Regions from separate parts of the Mus musculus genome. Here region 2 is linked to region 1. Evidence: chromatin contacts called from public HiChIP or PLAC-seq data. All regions are on one chromosome and are shown on one strand. Each heading gives the region's core, a stretch centred on a gene start, on an enhancer-like site or on the middle of the called end of the contact. The rest is flanking DNA. Distances are from core to core; before and after follow the strand shown. Region 1 overlaps Rapgef4 (Rap guanine nucleotide exchange factor (GEF) 4). Region 2 has its middle 17 kb from the start of Cdca7.

Evidence for each region. HiChIP or PLAC-seq counts read pairs in DNA pulled down with a chosen protein or histone mark.
Region 2: a contact with region 1 is called in an H3K4me3 HiChIP or PLAC-seq map of the SCID.adh cell line, with 9 read pairs. The contact joins two enhancer-like sites. A contact is called at or near these places in 4 of 39 promoter capture datasets (the 3T3-L1 cell line, embryonic stem cells, maxillary cranial neural crest and 1 more), 5 of 115 datasets of contacts at active chromatin or transcription factors (the SCID.adh cell line, T-cell acute lymphoblastic leukemia, embryonic basal ganglia and 2 more) and 2 of 9 other capture datasets (adipose tissue and embryonic stem cells).

Annotation. Positions count from the first base shown.
Region 1 is chr2:72,202,002-72,205,485 of GRCm38.p6, reverse strand. The region is part of intron 15 of Rapgef4 (Rap guanine nucleotide exchange factor (GEF) 4); the gene reads right to left. Among named protein-coding and RNA genes, the nearest start is that of Map3k20, 82 kb to the left of the region's middle. Within about 2 kb of position 1,660, at least 42 of the 459 cell types and tissues checked have an H3K27ac peak or open chromatin away from gene starts, as enhancers often do. A contact at or near this core is called in the SCID.adh cell line, where this site is marked.
Region 2 is chr2:72,491,630-72,495,113 of GRCm38.p6, reverse strand. No RefSeq gene overlaps it. Among named protein-coding and RNA genes, the nearest start is that of Cdca7, 17 kb to the right of the region's middle. Within about 2 kb of position 1,888, at least 11 of the 459 cell types and tissues checked have an H3K27ac peak or open chromatin away from gene starts, as enhancers often do. A contact at or near this core is called in the SCID.adh cell line, where this site is marked.

The DNA.
Region 1 (3,484 bases), core at 411-2,910:
GGAAGACCACGTACCTCGCCTAAGCACACAAGAAGGCTGTAGAAAAACAGTCAGTAGATGCAGTTACTAGAAATGTTCTCCGCCCTCCCCCTACCTAGAACTAAAGATGCAGCTGAGAAAGCAGCTCCCATAGCTGCGACTGAGACAAGTCAGGGAGATGAACCTGAGGCAGCACAGGGCAGGGAGGGGAGCGAGGGAGGACAGGACAGTGGACACAGAAATGTCAGTGTCACACTGGATTTTCATGCTGATTTCTGGAACGCTCCTCCTTTCCACCTCCGCACTGCTACGCGCTTTGGAAATCCTCTAATAATAATAAAGCAAAGGAAACCAAAAGGCCCAAGTACCAGTGAGCAAACAAACCCGGGGGGCATCACGGACAGGAATTAGATCAGAAGCAGAAACCTGGATGCAAATTACTCAATATCAATTACGAATTATTTTAGGGGGCTGCGTTAGTCATTATTTTGAGGGATCTATTCGGGGTGCCCTCCAACCCTCCAATCAACAAGAGCAAGTTGATTTTGAGATTGAACGTGAGTTAAAGTCGGAATGCAGACAGTGTAAGCGCTTGCTGTAGATGGGCAGAACACATGAAGATCGTGTAGGTATCCCCAGTAGCACCCAGACCCTGCCTTCCTGCTTGGCGGGATGATGGGAAGGGAATATAACAATGCAAAGAGCATTCTCTCGTGTTCAGGAAGCAGAGACAGGATGGAGCTCGGAGCAAACCCAGCTTCCTTAGCCCCTTCACCTCTGTGCCTTTCTTGCCTGCTCGAGGCTGTGGAGGAGGTGCATAGAGATGGCAAGAGCCCCTCATCAGCATCAGCGGGTCTTACCTCCTGCCTGAGGGATGGACGAGAAGTGATAGCAGACGATCCTGAGGACATGGGGACAGAGCAAGTGTGGCAGCCCTGGAGGTTGAACTCCGGGCCGTATGAGCGCTAGGCAAGTGCTCTCCTACGGAGGCACAGCTCGAATATATGAACAGGACTCTCTACATGAGGAGGAGCGTATGGCCAGATAAATCGGGAAGCGGAGTGGGGAGAGTATTCTACACCTTTCTGGTGTTTACTATGTCCCCAACAATGAGGTGGGTGCGGAATGAGGCTCCTTGTTTACTTGCTCCTGCTAGTTAATACCACCTCTACACTGCAGGTGGAGAAACTGGCAAACACTAGAGAATGCGACTGTGCGGCTGATTTTTGTTTGTTTGATGTTTGTTTTTGTTTGCCTATGCAGCAAGATGCTCTATGTGTAGAAGGGACCAGGTCTGGCTGTCAACAGCCCATTTTGAACAGGAAATTCACTGTGTAATTAAAAGTCTTCCTCTTCAAGGAGGCTTTCGAAAGCAGTTTTTATTTGAATAAGGGTATAAATGCACTCCTTAACTGACCCCTGAATGAGCCTGTTACTTCACGTGTTGTCTGGATAGCGAGATCCACGGGCTACGCGTCGGATTGTCAGAACTTCCATTCTGAAGCACTTTGTTTATTCTCTGGCTCTCCTTGTTTGGACTTCCCTTAGGTAGGGTGTTCCGCCTGATCACGTAGACAAAAGACCCACGGGCAAGCCACACAAGCTGTCACCTCAACAGAGAGCAAGTGTCTTCTTTCAGGCTTTGCCTGGCTGGCCAGTCACACCCCACAAGATCTTTCTTTGGTCCCTGACGCCCTCTAGTGGTTCAGCTCTGTGCTTTCCTTACCCAGCCTATATTTGCCACAGAACTCAGGAGTGGGGGCAGGGGACTGAAGAGGAAAAGAGGGCTTAGAAACCTCTGGATGGCCCCAGTTTTGCCCAAAACACCAGATTCTGGCTTTACATCATACCAGAAACAGGCAGGTGTCTACGACCTGAGCCCTTGCTCTATAGGGGTTAAGAGCGATTGAGACCAGATGGCACAACCTTTGTCAGTTTATGGCAAGCAGAAGCTACTCCCGTTCTGATCAAAAACTCACCCCAGTTGGCTACATTGTATCAGTCAGCAGGTTGTTTTAAACTTGTGAGAGAAAATTTTTTCCCTAATACCAAGTCTGCATTTAGAACAACCAAAGCAAGGGCCAGGGGTGGAGGAACTTTTTTGCTGCTCTTCCTGTGAACAAGCTGGGGACTGTTGAGCAGGAAAACTAGTCTAAAGAAAAGGGCATGGCCCCAACATGAACAGGACAATCGTCTCAAATTACTGAATTCTCACAACCCAGGGACCAAGACATCCCCCAAAGTGGGTATCATGGTAACTGCATCATCCAGACCACTGACTTAATATCAGCATCCATGAAGCATCCACTGTTCAGTGGCTTGGGCAGAGTCAGGCAGTTTTTCAAGCTTCAAGTGTATACATAAACTAACCTAGGTTTCTCGGGATGGGGCGGGGCATAAATCAGAAAAATAACATTATTGCCACCAATGTGATGATGTTCTCTGAGTTTAAAAAGAACAACTTCCACAGAGACAGATACCCTCAACTGTGTGTCTGCAGACACGGTTGTTGATATGTTGTTAAGGTTGATGAGAACATCAGCCATAAAATTTACTCCCAGGCTCTCCTTTTATTTCCAGTCAGTCTGGGGAAGTAACCTCTTAGGAGAGAGAAGCTTTGCGTTCTTTTGGAAGATGACTTTGTGGTGTATTCTTTTGTACCCAGTGCACGATACAAATAGCTTGCTACAAATGTTCACACGTGCATTATCTTTAAATTATGTAAGAAATTTGGACCGGATGGCAGGACACCAGTAGAAAACCGGTACAGTATTAAAATAAAAGTCAGACACACAGTCTCTTCTATCACCTTTGGTTTGAGTTTTCATTCCACTGAATTCATAAAGGGGAAGGCACCTCGAACTGAAGACTTACAGATAGCACCTCATATTTACTGATAGTAACTGTGACATAAATAGTAGCCATTCTGTATTGTGTAAGGAATTCCCACGGGCGTGAGACAGATGGATATGTCCTGATGCAAGCCCCCACTCTGCGTATTTTGTCACCCATGCAGCACACTACTCTCGTTTGATAAGAGAATCTAGGAAGAATGGGGACCAGAGGTGTGGAAGGCGGCCAAGTTGAACTTCCCTTTAAGGTAGTGGTTCTCAACCTATGAGTCATAACCTCTTCAGGGTGGGGGAATGTGGGTTGTCAGCTCCTTCAGAGGGGTCAGATATCAGATATTTACATTCAGATTCATGACAGTAGCAATATTATAGTTATGAAGTAGCAACAAAAATAATTTTACAGTTGGAGGTCACCACAACATGCGGAACTGTACTGAAGGGCTACAGTGTTAGGAAGGTTGAGAGTCATGGGTTTAAGGAGTCCTTGAGCAAGCGAAATGCCTCCATCCCTTAAACAGGGTTGTTGTAAGGATTAGAGACAATCTACAAAGCATACAGTGCTTATTTAATAATATGTTTCTTCCTGTCTTCTTCTCAAATATGTTGACTTACCCAGATGAAAACATCGGAGTCATAGGCTTTTAGTGGAAACA
Region 2 (3,484 bases), core at 639-3,138, 290 kb before region 1:
TGGGACTCAGCAAGACAGAGCAAAGCCACTGTGATATGGGGGAATGCCCCCAACCTGTGGGTGCAATGCAACTCGGCCTGGATGTCTCCCGCAGACAGATGGAAAGTCTGTTTGGTTCCCCTCCCTCACTGCTGAGGAGTAGAAGTCAACTGTCCATGGAGAACTAGGTGAAGTCACATGTGTTCTGGAAACTTCTGGTAAATCTAGACTTGGAGGTCAGGTCTCTTGAAGACAGACTTAGTTCCCAGTCTTTACTTGAGGTCAAGTTCGCCCCACAGCAAGCCTGGTCAGCTAACCAGGGGCAGCCTCTCGTGGCCCCATTCCTAAAGACATGCTGATTCTGAGAAACCAGCAGATGCAGAAAGAAAAGCTGTAGTTCACAAAAGGATAAAAATGAACTGAATTGAAGGGACCTAAGAAAAGAGTAATTTTTTTTTTATTTAGTGTTATATATATGAGTACACCGTAGCTATACAGATGGGTCAGATGGTTGTGAGCCTTCATGGAATTTTTTTAGGACCTCTGTTTGCTCCAGTCAACCCTGCTCACTCCGGTCAACTCTGCTCCCTCGGGCCCAAAGATTTATTTATTATTATACATAAGTACATTGTAGCTGTCTTCAGACGCACCAGAAGAGGGCATCAGATCTCAATACGGGTGGTTGTGAGCCACCGTATGGTTGTGGGATTTGAACTCAGGACCTTCGGTAGAGCAGTCAGTACTCTTACCTGCTAAGCCATCTTGCCAGCCTGAAAAGACTTTTTCTTTTAAGAGTATTCTTAAAGAAATTTAAAATAGATTCTATGGAAAATGAATAATGACAGGACAAGAAGGGACTCTTGAAAGTTAAAAATATTACTAAAAAACAGTGTTAATTGAATTATATGAAATTCCTGGTATTTGATCATGTTGTTGTACATAAATAGCAATTCTACATGATTGAACCTAGGTTAAGGATTTGCAACCTCACTAGATGTAGGAGTCTACATGAATGAAAGAGATGAAAACATGGAATCCATACAGAAGATCTGGAACATAGGAAAGAGAGAATAAAACCACACACACACACACATACACACACATAAGTAACAACAAAATTGAGGGAAGTAAGTTATATTTAATAATAGAAAATTTTCCCTAGAAAAGTAGGACTTGGTTTTGGTTTTGGTTTTTCAAAACAAGGTTTCTCTGTGCAGCTCTGGATATCCTGGAACTAACTCACTCCCCAAACTCGCATAGATCCACCTGCTTCCCAGTGCTGGGATAAAAGGCAGGTACCATTATGCCTGGCCGGAATAGGATAATTTTAACTGAAGAGTGTTGGTCAGAATAAACAGGGGAGGGGGCCAGCAAAGCAAAAGCCACCAAGATGCTTCATTGTGAAGTTTCAGTACTCAGAAAAATCAAATCTCAAAAGCATCAAGAGAAAAATACATGCTGACACCAGAAGCATCTTTCTTTAGCCACCCAGAATAGATTCTGGGTGCCGAAGAACGCAAGCAGGAAAACCAAGAGAAACAATTCTACTTCAAATCCTCATTCCATCCAAGCTACTAATCAGGTTTGTAAACAAAATAATTTCCAATGCATGCAAGGATGTCTCTCCTACTCTTTCTGGGGGAAACTGCCGGAGGAAGTCTTCAGTAAAACGAGAGAGGAAACCAGCAGAAGGGAAATGAACATTAGAGAACGATGGCTATTAGTTACCTTTCCTGTGGCTATCACAAAAGACCCTAACAACAGCAGCTTAAGGAAGCTCACAGTCCCGGGTAGTTCACAGCAGGGAGAGGATGGCCGCAGGAAACTGAGGCACCTGGTCAGCCATCCTGATCAGTGTTTGCGCATGCCCAGCAGCGGAACGTCTCCTCCGTGACGCTAGATCTTATCAGGTTGACAAAGAATACTAACCATTACGTCACCCCGGCAAGACAAGTGTGCAGCACAAAACGGGGACAAGTGTGCCTTCTCGAGAAGAGGATTCCAGGCAAAGTGGAATGACCGAGAAGCGATACACAGATGAGAGACCTGGACTGAATGGCAAGAGGGTAAAGTGTTAGGAGGGAAAGGTGAACTGTAAACCTGGGAGAAGAGCTGAAGTTTCTAAGAAGGGAGAAGAAAACTTTAATTCACAAGTCTCTGGTGTAGCTCAGTGAGAAAACACCTGCCTAGCTTATAAGAAACAGCGGGTTTGTTCCCAACTATCACACACATAAAGAGTGATACAGCTTTGAATAATCACTGTACTGTTCAAATAGAAAACTGAGCCAGTGAGATGGGTAAAGGCACTTGCCATAAAACCTGACAACTCGACTTCAAACCTAAGGACCCGTGCGTAGGAGAGAACCAGTTCCCACAAGTTGTCCTGTGGTCTCCCCACCCATTCCTGTATACATACATCTGTGTAGGTAAAGCAGAAATAATATATTTACAGTTACACTTAAATGTATACAGGCACTCAAACATAAAATAATATGATTAAATCATTTTTGTCTTAAATAGAGAATACCATCCATGGTGATACTCTCCTTTGAGGCTAAAGGCTGAGATGCCTAACTGAAGGAAAGCCAATGTAATTATGTCGCTTAATACAGTAGTAAACGTTATCTTCAGCCCAAGAAGCCAAACTCGAACTGTAGCAATTGGCGAGTGGTAGGCTTATGGGTGACTTCAATTATGAAGTCCCATTTTCCTATAATAAGGAATTAAGAGACATTTATAGCCTTCAAAATAAATGGAACAAAAAAATAAAATAAAAAATTTAAAATGTAACTTGCATATGAAGCGAGGCTTATGTCCTAATTGGGTTTCTGTTATGAACATTGTATGCATACAGTGAACTTACATATATATAGGGAAACACTCATACATAAAATTTAAACATCTTTGAAATAACGTCTTTGTTTCTTTTTGGTTTGATTTTGTTTTTTGAGACAGGGGTTCTCTGTGTAGTCCCGGCTGTCCTGGAACTTGCTCTGTAGACCAAGCTGGACTTGAACTCAGAGATCTGCTTGCCTCCGTTTCCAGAGTGCTGGGATTAAAGGCATGCGCCAGCACACCAGGCCAAGAACATCATTTAAGCAGAAGTAGGAAACGTGATGCGTTCTACAGCACCCGTAAGCCTGAGAAACAGGGCAGACACTAGGTGATAGACTTCTGGAAAGCAGGAATTTAACTGTGGAACTGCTTCCGGTGGATTAGCTGATGAGCCTGCGGCAGGGCATTTTCTGATTGGCTGGTGAGCACGTCTGCAGGGCAAGTTCTGGTTAATGACTGATGTGGGAGGGCCCAGCCCTCGGTGGCAGTGACACACACCCCTAGCAGGTATTCCTGTATTGGACAGGAAAGTGAGTTGTACAAGCCCCTGGGGCAAACCAGTAAGCTTGTCTCCCCTCCTTGGTTCCTGGCTTTATTTTCCTCAATGTTGGACTGTAATGGAGCAGGACATGTAAACAAAATAAACCCTTTCTGCCCCAAGGTCCTTTTA